Linked DNA regions of Hordeum vulgare: region 1 is linked to region 2. The links are chromatin contacts, called in public Hi-C maps. All regions are on one chromosome and are shown on one strand. The core of a region is the stretch at or near the end of the contact, and the rest is flanking DNA. Distances in the headings are between cores, read along the strand shown.

Region 1 (6,444 bases), core at 1,115-3,614, 420 kb after region 2:
AATACGGTAGCCATGGCCCGGTGATATATATAAGTGTTAGCGTTGAATCTCATTGAAAGCCCTGGTCTCCGCTCGAGCTTATATGATTTCGACATGAATGGTAAAGGCTGGAAAATAATTAGAAACAAATTTGATATTTTTTTGAATTTTTTTGTGGTAATATTGATTTTTTTATTGCTTGCAAAGTTTCATCATGGAATGATATTTTTTGGAAGGCGTGAAAAAAACGATGCTTTAAAAATGCTATTTTCAAAAGCATTTTAGAATGTTGATTATTTTTTGCCATGACTTCCATGAATGTCATTCCAAGATAAAACTTTGCAATGACTTAAAATATTTTTCAATTTTTGCCACAAAATAGAAAAATCATATACTTTGCATCCGTGTTGTTTGTCCTGATGTGATAGAAGTATGCTTCAAATTTCTAACACATCTAGGTTCTTTTTGATTTGCCAAAATAGTAAAAAGAACATGATTGGAACGTCATGCCATTTGAATCCTATCAAATTTGATTTTGTTTGATTGCATCAGAAAATAAAATATTTTTTCAAGATCATTGAGTGGATGTAGTGATCTTAATGGTCTTATATTCCTTCATAGAGGGAGTACAAATGATTTCTTAGAAAAAAAACCCAACAGGATTCAATCCTCTAAAATCCTATGAAAATCAATTGAACGATATGGACCTTACACATTTATACGGATTAAACAAGTTTCCTTGGAAAAGTTTGCGCTCCACACGAGGGCCTCGAAGAGCCGGGGCCAGCAGAGGTCCAGCACCCCAGCAGTACACTGTTGAGTGAATTTAAACTAAGTCCAGTCTAGATGCATGTGCTCGAAGCAATAAACATATCAAGTCGTACACGTACGCTGGTTTGACCACGCTAATGGAGTACTACTACTACTAAAAGAGACGAGAAGAACACAATACGTTAATGATGGCGAGTAAACATTGGTCAAAAAGGCATTATCACGGGGGATCTACACGGGACGGGAAAAAAAAAAGCCCACTAGCTGACCACGACTGAAAAATACATGTACGTATACGAGAAGAAGAAGTTGACGCCTTTTCTTGTCTCTCGAACACGTTTCGATATTCCGTCATCTGGCGATTATCTTTATCAAGAGATCCAGCGGCAAAAACGTTTTTTGTCAATCGTGAAGCAGCCGTAGAATAGAAAGCATGTAGACGTTTGTTCGTCGACGGCGCCACTTAATTTGATTTGTTCTGGATTCGCCAAATTTGGCTGGTATTTGTGAAAGTTCAAAGTGTAATGCGCCTGCTGTTCCTCGCGGAAAAAAATGTATGTTGTACATAAACTAAACTCAGCTAATGGAGTAATTCAGATGCAAAGGCCATGTTCATTCTCTTTTTCTAAAAAAAATAAAGCAATGATAAACAAACATGCATTTTAATATACATCTGATTAAAGAACCGAAGTCTTCAAGTACATCGGGTCCAAATCGAAAGACATTAATTAATCGCTGCAACATGGCATTTTTTCTATTGATTTTTTATGCTACTTCTACATGACAATTTTGAATTTTCATTGTGGATATGGTGTATATTTTCTTTTAACAATACAGACGTAAGCATTTATATATACGCGCATACACTTATCTCTATGAACATACACACATCCCTATAAATCATATACACGTGCATACATTCATTTCTATGAACACACACACCCTATAAACGCAAACACGTACATACTATCTCTATGAACACCCCGAAAGATTGAGCCGGCATGTCATATTAAGGTTTACAAAGTTATTGTAGACGCCTCGTATCCTTTCACTCAAAGCGTATCACATTCATTCTTATGAACGCGCACACACACACATCGTACCACTATGTGCACCTTCAAAAACTACTTTCACTTAAAGCGATCGACGAGACTTAAACTCTGATGGATTGAAGATAGCATGAATTCTAATGGGCTGAAGATACCAAGGTTCTCTAATCATCTAACCACATGTTGGTTTGATGATAGACGTGTACATACTTTGTAAATTACACGAGGCGAACCTTTTCCAGCCGTGTACATACTTACATGAATACTTGCATGAATTACACGGGGTGCGGTGGAGAACAAATGTAGAAAAAAAAACTTACCGGAAGCATGCACGTTGCACGGAGAAAAGGTTGGTTTTTAAAGTGCATGACAGAGAAGAGAGAGGGAGAGAGAGCACCGCTCGTGGGGTTAAAACCCCAAGAACTGCATTGGAGCAGCAGCACAAGGCGCAGAAGCTGCAGCAAGAAGAAGAACCAAGTAGCACCGAGAAGAAGAAGTGCACTGTGCCACCTTCCCTCCCCCCCCCCCCCCCCCCCCCCCCTCTCTCTTCTAAGTAGCAACACGAGCAGGCAGGAAGCTACAGGCAAGAAGCAGCAGCAGCTTGATCGACACCGGCGGCGGCGGGCGGATCTGCCGTGGAGCCACGGCCGGGTCCTCCGGAGCCGGGAGCTGCCGTTTCGGAGCCCGTGGCGGCGAGATCTGACGAGCCGCCGCCTTCTCGCAATCGAGAGGCGCGGTTCTTGCCTAGCTCCCGCGGCCGCAAAGGCGGCGCATTCCCGCCGCCGCCGCCGCCAGTCCCCTGACGCTTCCCGGAGGCGGGGCTGGGGCTCCTGGATCGAGAGGCTCGAAAACTCGGAGTTCTTGGATCGAAAAGGACCGCGCCTTCGGGCCGGGTGCGGCGGAGGCAGGAGGTTTGGCTTGGCCGGTTCGGGGAAGGAGACAGCGATGGTGATGCTGTTTGGAAGCGCTCGTGATTTGGTGTAGAAACAGGAAACGAAGCCTTCTTTCGTTTTCTCCGCTCCCTCGCCTCCCCGTCTCGTGGGCTCCCCGTGTTGCCTTCAAGCACGCTCGCTCGTCAAGTATGAATCTCTCGCCGTCGGCCGGCGGCGGTTGCCTGCCGGATCAGCCGGCGTCGCCGGAAGGTATTATTGTCTTGGCATTTCAGTTGGCAGTTTTCACTTCGCTTGCTTTAAATCTGTGTGTGTAATCATGTGAGCCCCATCAACCTACTATCAATTTATTCTTCCTTGGGTGATTTCTTTACTACGCTTCTTGACAACATACAACTGTTATGTTAATGCAACACTAATACACTTGATGACAGAGTTTCTGGTTCTTTACAAGTCTGCCCATTTAAATTTTATAAATATACATATATATATATATATATATTTTCTAGTATTTAATAGTGCAGATTTTCTAGCCAAATATATTTTTCCCCAGTGGAAGGTGTTAAAGTAGGATGCAGGTTCTGAACTTGGATGCAGGATTGTTAACTGAACTTCATATATCTTCTGTACCTTATGCTCAAACTATTTCCCTTTTCAGTATCAGAAGAGCACAAGTGCCTAAACTCAGAGTTGTGGCACGCCTGTGCCGGCCCCCTCGTTTCTCTGCCTGCGGTCGGCAGTCGGGTGTTGTATTTTCCTCAAGGTCACAGTGAGCAGGTTACCATTCTTCCTCCCAGTACAACGATGTAGATCGGAGATGTTGTAGAGTATCTCCGAGTACCAGTAATGGTTGCAGAATTGTTTTCATTTTCGCAAGGTCCCTTTTGAGTTCCATGTCTCGCAGCAGTTCTTAGATGGTTCTGCCAGAACTGAAGATTTTTAAGACACTAATGGACTCACATGGTTGAGTTTCTACCATAGGTATCGGTATCAACAAACAAGGAAATGGAGTCGCAGATCCCCAACTATCCGAACCTGCCTGCGCAGCTTATATGCCAACTGCATAATGTGACCATGCACGTAAGATCGGATCGATATAATGAATCTGTTTCAAGACCCAAGTAGTACTGACATTAGCATTGTCTCATAAGCATTGCTGTATTTTTTTCCTTCAGGCTGATGCAGAGACAGATGAGGTCTATGCACAGATGACGTTACAGCCACTCAGCCCAGTAATACAGGATTTCCAACCTAGTGCCATCTATGCATGTACTTCTGTTTGTAGCAAACTTATATTTTATCTTGATTTTGTTTCCAGCAAGAACTCAAGGACCCATTTCTACCTGCTGAATTGGGCAATGCTAGCAAACAACCAACGAATTATTTTTGCAAAACATTAACTGCAAGTGACACCAGTACGCATGGTGGATTCTCTGTTCCCCGCCGAGCAGCGGAGAAGGTGTTTCCTCCGCTGGTACGTGCTGTTCATCAGCAATTGTTTGCTGTATCTTTTAACCACATGTTACATTTTCGGATGAAATGAACTTCATTTAATTATGTATTTTCCTTTGATAATTTTGTAGGATTTCACTCAGCAGCCTCCAGCACAGGAGTTGATGGCAAAAGACCTGCATGGCAATGAGTGGAAATTCCGTCATATCTTTCGAGGTTAGTTATTTTGTAGCTATTTTTGTTGGTTCTTCCTTTGTGAATTTTTCGGTCATGTATAGTCTATATAGCCTTGTACATACCCTCATTTCATACAGCCTTGCTTGATACAGCTCATGTAAGATTTCAAAAAGTAGTATATGATGTCAAATAACTTCAAATCAAATTGCTGGTGCAGGTCAACCAAAGCGGCATCTTCTGACAACAGGTTGGAGCGTCTTTATAAGTGCAAAGAGACTGGTTGCTGGAGACTCTGTCCTATTTATCTGGTACATCTGTTCTTCCAGTTTATTTATTTTTAGAACAGTTACTCAGTGCTTCCATACCCTACCGTTTTTAGCAGAGTTTTATGTTGATATTCATTTGTGTCTTTGGTTGATCAGGAATGACAACAATCAGCTGCTTCTGGGAATACGTCGAGCAAATAGGTCGCAAACGGTCATGCCATCATCAGTATTGTCTAGTGACAGCATGCATATTGGTCTTCTGGCTGCAGCTGCTCATGCTGCATCTACAAATAGCCGGTTCACCATCTTCTATAATCCAAGGTAGAACAACTCCTTACATATATGTCTGATTGTTATCCTCTCAGATACTCAGATTTGTCCACGTGTTCTGCAGAGCAAGCCCTTCAGAGTTCGTCATACCATTGGCTAAGTATGTGAAGGCTGTGTACCATACCCGTATATCTGTGGGCATGCGTTTCCGTATGCTTTTCGAGACAGAAGAATCCAGCGTTAGGCGGTATGTCAATACTGTGTTTATCTCTTAAAGTGATGTTGTGTGTACATCACATGGAGCTCTTTCCTTATCTTGATTTCAGTTGACCAAACTATGGAATGTAGACAAGTCTTTCTATGCATTATATATCTGGTTCTTTGTGTTAGTACTTTGTGTTATCTGTACAGAGAAATTGTTTCAGAACTCCCTAAACTATCACCACTTCTTCACTTGGCTCTGTTAAACTTGCGTCCATTTCTATATCTATCTAGCTTGCTTTCTGCTTTGTCGTAGTGAGCTCCATGTTTACAGTAGTATGTGATATTAAGTGGCCTAAACTGCCCATGTGCTCTTGTAGATACATGGGAACAATTACAGGAATAAGTGACCTTGATCCTGCTCGTTGGCCGAACTCACACTGGCGTTCTGTTAAGGTAGATCTTGAAATAATAATTATCTGTTTGTTTGTCAGTAAAGGTAGATCTTTACTTGCGTACTAGTTCGACTTAAAGTTGATGGTACAGTATGTTTTTACATTCTAGACATCTTCTGCCATGTTTCTTTAAAATTGAGGATGCAATCTTTTTTCTTGAACCATGCAGGTTGGATGGGATGAGTCAACTGCTGGAGAGAGGCAACCAAGGGTGTCTCTTTGGGAGATTGAGCCTCTGACGACTTACCCGATGTATTCATCTCCTTTCCCTATGCGTCTGAAGCGGCCTTGGCCAACAGGATTGCCTTCCTTATATGGTACAAGTGAGCATAGCAACTTTAGTCAATACCTTCAAACGATATCAGTGAACATCAATGAGTTATTCTTTACTGATTCATTTTTATAATGGTAAACGTGATCTTACTTGTGATGGTTTTTTGCAGGTGGAAAGGAGGATGACTTGACCTCTTCTCTTATGTGGCTTCGAGATGGAGCAAACCCAGGTTTCCAGTCATTCAATTTTGGTGGACTTGGTATGAGTCCTTGGATGCAGCCAAGGATGGATAATTCCTTACTTGGTATGCAACCTGACATGTACCAAGCAATATCAGCAGCATCTTTTCAGAACACAGCAAAGCAAGTATCGCCGGCACTACTACAGTTCCAGCAGCCTCAGAACATTGCTGGTAGATCTGCTCTTCTATCGAGTCAGATTCTGCAGCAAGTGCAGCCTCAATTTCAGGAGATGCACCACCAAAACATCAATGGCAGTGCAATCCAAGGCCATAATCAGTCCGAGTACCTCCAGCAGCAGCTTCAGCGCTGCCAATCGTTTAATGGGCAGAAGTCGCCGCCGCCGCAGCAGCAGCACCAAGAATCACACCACCAACAGCAGCAGCAGCAACAGTCACAGTGCATGCAAACACCACAGCAT
Region 2 (6,353 bases), core at 205-2,704:
TTTCTAATGTCATGAATAGTTTTGGAAATATGTGAACATCTTTATAAATGACACAAATATTTGTTGTAAAGTATACGAACATTTTTCGAAAACTACAAGAATGTTTTATTCAAAATCCTACAAATAATTATAATACATGTTGAATATTTATTTAAAAGGCTAACAAAGAATTGTCCATAATATATTGTAACATTTTCTAATATATGCATATCTATTTTTGATTACTATATTTTTAATAGATGTTTTGACATTCTTGGAAACATTTTAGACCTTTTTAAGATACATGTTAAATTATTTGTAGGATTTTGTTTATTTTAGACATTCTTGGAAAGATTTTAGACCTTTTTAAGATATATATTTTTAACTAATTATATTTTTCGAAACGTGTGAACATTCCTTAATGTTTAAAGGTATTATTTTAACGGTACCAACATTTTATAAAAATAGCACGGATATTTCTTACGCTGCATGAACATCTATTAAAATGTGCAACGAACACTTTTAAACAATTAAGTAAATTTATTTCTGAAATATAATTAGTTATAATATTTTAAATAAACAAAAATTAAAAAAATGAAACAAACAAAAGAACACAAGACAAAGAACTGACGCTACTGAGCCGGCCCAAGTATAGCCGCGCCCCAGGCGAGATAAAGTCGCGTCCACGTTTGGTGGCCACAGATTCCGCATCAACACGTTACATCGAGCTCAGGAGTCAGGATGCACGTGCGCACCGGGCACCACCGTTAGATTCTGTGGAGCACTCTGGTTATGTTCCTCGTGTTTCGCTCTGCTTGATTTCTGTCTGAATCGTCGTAGTCACGTGTCGAATATATATGTATCTTCATTGGGGTAGCCTGTGCGCTTTACCTTTTTGTAAGTCAAAAGGAATTGCCCTGATGGGTTGTTGGAAGAAGAAGAAAAACTCTAAATAATGTGTGGAAATCACATGGCTAAAATTTGTCGCCGACTGACAACGCCGCGACCATAAGAGGCAAATACAAAACATATTTGCCTTGTTTCACCACCATTGACCATAAGCTTTGCTACATTCCTTTTGTTTGGATTGGAAGGAGAAAAAAAAAGGACTTGTATTGATAGCAGCCATACAGCAGATTGTGCCAAGCAGATTGTAATGCTCCCACTTAATCAGAAAGAAGAAGAACTGGAGCCGTTATCAGAAAGAGAAGAGAAGATCGAAGGTTAACACATCACGATCGGGCGTTTGCCTTCTTTTTCAACGCCTTTTTGACTCGGGCACACACACATGGTCACCCAACATCTCCTCCTTTCAATTCGGATGAATTATTATGGTCACCCAGCAGCTAGACTCCTCTTTTGCTTTGGTCGCTGTCACTTGCTCGTCCCGATTCTCCCCTGTGGCGGAGAGCGTCCCCATCGGATGACCGAATTCCCGAGCCTCCTCCCGCTTTCCGCTTTCGTCCTGGGGTTCACCTTTCCAGGTTCAAATGCTAAATTATTACACACTTTACAACGACGTGTCATGCGGCATACAGTGAGTGAGCTAGCCCGGTCGCTGTGGGATGGAATGAGAAATGCCCGTGGCGTCGGACTGAGAGCAACCCATCGGTGCGAATGCTCGCGTACGTACGTTTATACGGATAGGTTTCTGGATAAGAGATGCGTGTATAGAGAAAAATTAGTACTACAAGCTCTTATCACGATCGTTATGTTTATGTAGGTCATGTGTACATCTACCACCTTTGCAAATCATTTTGACGTTTTTAATCATATATATACTCCCTTCGTATCAAAATAATTGTAATTGAAGAGAATTAGATTAGTTTTTTTAAATATAATTATTTTAATAGGAAGTGTACTTGGTTATAGCAAATTAAATACGTTTACATGCGCTTTGTGTTTTGCCTTGCTAGGGTGGTAGCCAACGAGTATGTGACATGAGGAAGCATGGTGTGTGAGCGCACAGTGCAGACACTGTGGCAAGAAAACATGCTTGCATATGCATCATTGCTTCATACTCTACATGCTTACATGGATACATGCATGAGGTATCCGTGCATGATTAAGAGCTAGCTAGCTAGCTTAACCCTAAGGGGGACATTTATTCCCTCTTAATCAGTGTCATTCCCCTCCTTGGCTAGAATTCCCTTGGCTATAGCTCTACAAGACTACAACACTCCACCAAAACAAACAAAGGCAAACTAGGTTGATTATATCATGAGCCTTCTAGATATGTGTACATGACATGATGTTAACACGTGAAATCAGGGAGTCTAATATTTGAGTGTTGTCCTTATCAGACATGCACTTGCTGCTGGTTAACAACTTAATCCGTTCCTATGATTATCTACTGATTAATTAGCTCCCTCCGAGACACGGAGACAAAGCTACCCCAAGTTGAGACTTGAGACTGTAGCTTAGCTAGGCTTTCTCCAGTAGACTTGATTAGGATGTGCTGTCACGATAGGATATTGCATAGCCTGTGATCAACTGGATTTGTCTTATGTAATGATGCATAATTAAGGATGGGACAGTGATGAGCATGTAGCTAACTCCAACGGTCCCATGCAATGAATCATGAATAGAGTACTCTTCAAGGCTTCAAGCTACCCTGTAATTTTGGTGACTTGTACTTGTACGGAGTACATGACTTCCTAGCTAGGCGGCTAGGCCCATGCATCATTAGAGTTAAGTGTCAAGTACTGGGTTAGTTAGGCCCAATTAAGGGGCCTTTTCATTAATCAGAGCAACCACCATAGCTAGTTCTTAGTGAACTGGTATTCCTGCATGCATGCGCACAGAAATTGGTACACAATGTGTTATAAATCATAGAACTAGAATGTTAATTACTGCAATATTAATTTTGCAATCTATGTATGGGCCTGCTGCTGCTGCTCCTGTTGCATAGATCATGATTTGCAATCATGAAGCCAGCATGGATAGACCCTAGCTATGTGCTGTATAGATCTGAATGAACTGAGCTTCTCAACTGAACCTTCACCATACTGCATCACTGTATGTATCTGCAGCATTGGCAGGTGAATCTCATCCTCAAGTATATATATATATGTATATCTATTTTTGATGATGGCTGAGCTGGTGGGTTGCATTGCAACTTTTACTACTCTATCTATCCGAACGCACTGCCCATGCATGCAAGTGCAGGTTATCTTGGTGTTATTTTCTGCAAAAAGGACCCACATGACATACTTGCCACAAGTGCCAGAATATAAATGTTAATGTGTTTCTAAAAAGCAGATAAATTAACATATTGAACCATACTCTTTCTGAGTATATATGGTAGTAGCATATCATGCAAAAGACCAACTCATTAAGGTATTGGGCCTACTTAAGCTAAATAATCAACTAGTCCTAGAGTAGCTATTCCTGGCCATTGCTTCATATTCTAAACTAATGATCAGTGATCAGACCTAACCGCAAAATCTTCTTTGTTGATTGACAGTGGAGAGAAAGCTAGGGACTTTGGCACTTTGCCCTAACTTGAGGAAGAATAAGGCCATCTTAGGAAGCATCATTGGATGCCTTTCTTGACCCCTTTTAACACCATGCCTCTTGTCCTCTCAATGAAAATTGTCTTGTCATGCTTTGCCACCACATGCATTCTTTCCTCCTTATCCCTGCATGCATGTTCATCTCTAAGATTTCAAGCTAGCAACCGAGCACAGAATAGTGTCCGCCCACTGGTCTTGCTAGATGCATGGCCCCACCGATTTATAGAGTGGACTAAGAGCGCATGGGGTGAGATACCTTCATCAAGTTTTCAAGACCATTCTTGTTGTCACTTGCTATGTCGCGCCACTCTTGCTGTGCCATTCTTGTCTGGCTAGCTGCCCAGAGTTCACGTCTCAGCACTTGCAGCTCATGATGGGGACAGTCATAGACTCATAGGATGATGCAGCTATGGAAGGGTGGAATTAAGAGTGTACAGTGACTTTCTTCTTCATCACTCGTATAGTCATATAACCACCGTCTCAAATTTGTTCATTTAAATTTGTTTATATACGAATTTATCTAACAATAAAATATGTCTAAATACATTAAACAAATCTAAGACAACTAATTCTAGACAGAGGGATTGAGGGAGTATATGTTTTTCATGATAATACGACATGAGAGGTTTTCTGAATTCTCTATGAAAAGTTGAAAACCGGACTGTTTTTGTATGAAATTTTCAGCAATTTTTTTTTTCGAGAGTACGCTGATAGCGTACCATATTTTTATAGAAGGCAGAATAGAGTTTACAAGACACCAATTAGAATGCGTACATTATCATTGGCGGGGCACACCAACACCAGCGAATAAACAACAAAGTTACTCTCTCATAAAAGGATTTAAACCTCCTACACCAAAGCCGGCGAGTTTCCATTCCTCGATCTCATGAAGCACAAGAGAGATCAGTTGTACCGATGTTTTCTATTCATTGATCCTGTTGAAAACTCTTGCGTTTCTTTGCTTCGAGATCGCCCAAGCAGTCCCGATCATGAATGAATCAAAGCCGCGTAGGGTCCTCCCTGAGAAGAGCCTCCTCTGATCAAACCACCAATCTTTAAACGTGCCAGGAGGGGCGGGTGGTGGGATATTAAGGTTAAGGCTCTCGAAGCATCCGTGCCAGACTTCTCTCGCGTAAACACAGTGACAGAGGATGTGATCAATGTTGTCCTGGTCTTGTAAGCAGGAGAAGCAAGCAGAGGGTTCATCCGGCCTATAGTCCATGTCTGGCTCTCCTGTCAGATGTCCAAAGCCTGTATTGCATCATGAGCCACGCAAAGATTTTGCAGCGTAGGGGTGCTCAGCTCCTCCATATGCATTCCGCCCATGCAGCTCTCTCCTTTCCCATGCACAATCTGTTATAAGTAGCCTCTGTCATCCCTGCAGGCAAATGGAATTGGTGTGGCACACCTTCATTCCTTGGAGCAGTGGAGATTGCAAGGCATAAGTTAGCGATCTGAATGTTCACCATGAAGTTAATATCACCAGCCACATCTGTAGTCCAAGCATTATTAGTCAGCGTTTGATGGACAGTCCCTGTGTTGCATGCCCTGGTGACTACCAGCTTCCATAGGTCAGGTGCAATCTCTCCAACCATGAAGCCATGCATCCATCTATCCTTCTAGAAAAGGATCTGTTCTCCATTTCCAGGAGAGATCTAGATCATGTTGTTGAAGACGAGTTCGGCCTCCTTGTCCTCAACCATTGGAATCCCGTGCCAAGGCCTGCTAGGGTTAGTTCTTCGGAGCCATTCCCATCTAACGCGAAGTGCGATGGCGTGCAGGCACAAGTCCCTCACTCCCAGACCTCCAAGGCAAGTGGGGCGGCACACCTTGTCCCACGCCAATGAGGCAAAGACCACCGTTGGCTTTTTCCTTACCAGCTCAGAAGAAGGCCTTCATCCACTTATCGATCTCCTCAAAAATCCAGGTTGACACATTGAGCACAAGCAACTGGTGAATAGGCCTAGCAGAGATAACTGGCTTGGCGAGTCTCAAACGTCCTAGCCTCTCGATCATTCCACACTGCCATGCATGAATTAGCTTTCTAAACTGATCAGGAAGTGGTTGCCAGTGAGCGCGTGAGAGCTTCTCGATGGTCATCGGGATACCCAAGTATTTGCAGGAGAACTTGTTCAACCTGCAGTGCAGCACGTCCGTGACTCTCACACCATCCTCCTCAGAACCCCGAATAAGTATGGACACAGATTTGGTGTAGTTGATGCGGAGTCCAGAAGCTTCGCCAAATATGTCAAGCAACTCTCTCACACTGATGAGATCCATATTCGTAGGCCTTATAAACATAGCCACATCGTCAGCATAGACAGAGAGCCTTTGAAGAGGAGAGATGTATCTGAAAGAGATTAGTACGCCGATCTCCGTCGCCTTGCACAGGATTGCCGAGAGCGAATCCATGGCGATCACGAAAATTAGCGGTGAAATCGGATCGCCTTGTGTGAGCCCTTGTGCATGGGCAATAGGTCTACACGGGACACCATTGGCAATGATTTTGGTGCACGTAGTGGAAAGTAATGTGGATACCCAGTGCAGCCATTTTCTCGCAAAGCCTCTCCTCTTGAGAACCTCGAATAGGAATGGCCAGTTGAGGGAGTCGAAAGCCCTGGAGATGTCAAGCTTGAGGAAGGTACCCGACACTTTTGAAGCATGAATTTTGTGAGCCACTTGGCGAACCAGCAGGTAGTTGTCGTGGATGCTTCGAACTTTGATGAACGCGGATTTGTTGATGCTCACAATCCCATGCATCATCTTCCTGTCCCGGATGGCGAGAACCATGGTGAAAATCTTCGGGAAACTGTGCGGGAGGCTGATGTTGGAAATATGCCCTAGAGGCCATGATAAAAT

What was found. Hi-C and Micro-C count contacts between places; a contact is called where the count stands out from the background.
Region 1: a Hi-C map of seedling shows a contact between it and region 2, with 9 times the contacts expected there. The contact joins the promoter of LOC123401291 here to the enhancer-like site in region 2. A contact is called at or near these places in 4 of 6 Hi-C or Micro-C datasets (leaf, seedling and an unstated tissue).

The regions. Positions count from the first base shown.
Region 1 is chr6H:101,181,074-101,187,517 of MorexV3_pseudomolecules_assembly, forward strand. LOC123401291 (auxin response factor 6-like) reads left to right here and starts at 2,365. Exons shown (of 14, transcript XM_045095065.1): 1 at 2,365-2,941; 2 at 3,348-3,466; 3 at 3,671-3,769; 4 at 3,865-3,921; 5 at 4,008-4,163; 6 at 4,273-4,357; 7 at 4,536-4,626; 8 at 4,741-4,905; 9 at 4,979-5,101; 10 at 5,436-5,511; 11 at 5,680-5,827; 12 at 5,954-6,444. The coding sequence starts at 2,881.
Region 2 is chr6H:100,763,402-100,769,754 of MorexV3_pseudomolecules_assembly, forward strand. No RefSeq gene overlaps it. Among protein-coding and RNA genes, the nearest start is that of LOC123403762, 220 kb to the left of the region's middle. Within about 2 kb of position 1,455, at least 3 of the 3 cell types and tissues checked have open chromatin away from gene starts, as enhancers often do. A contact at or near this core is called in leaf and seedling, where this site is marked.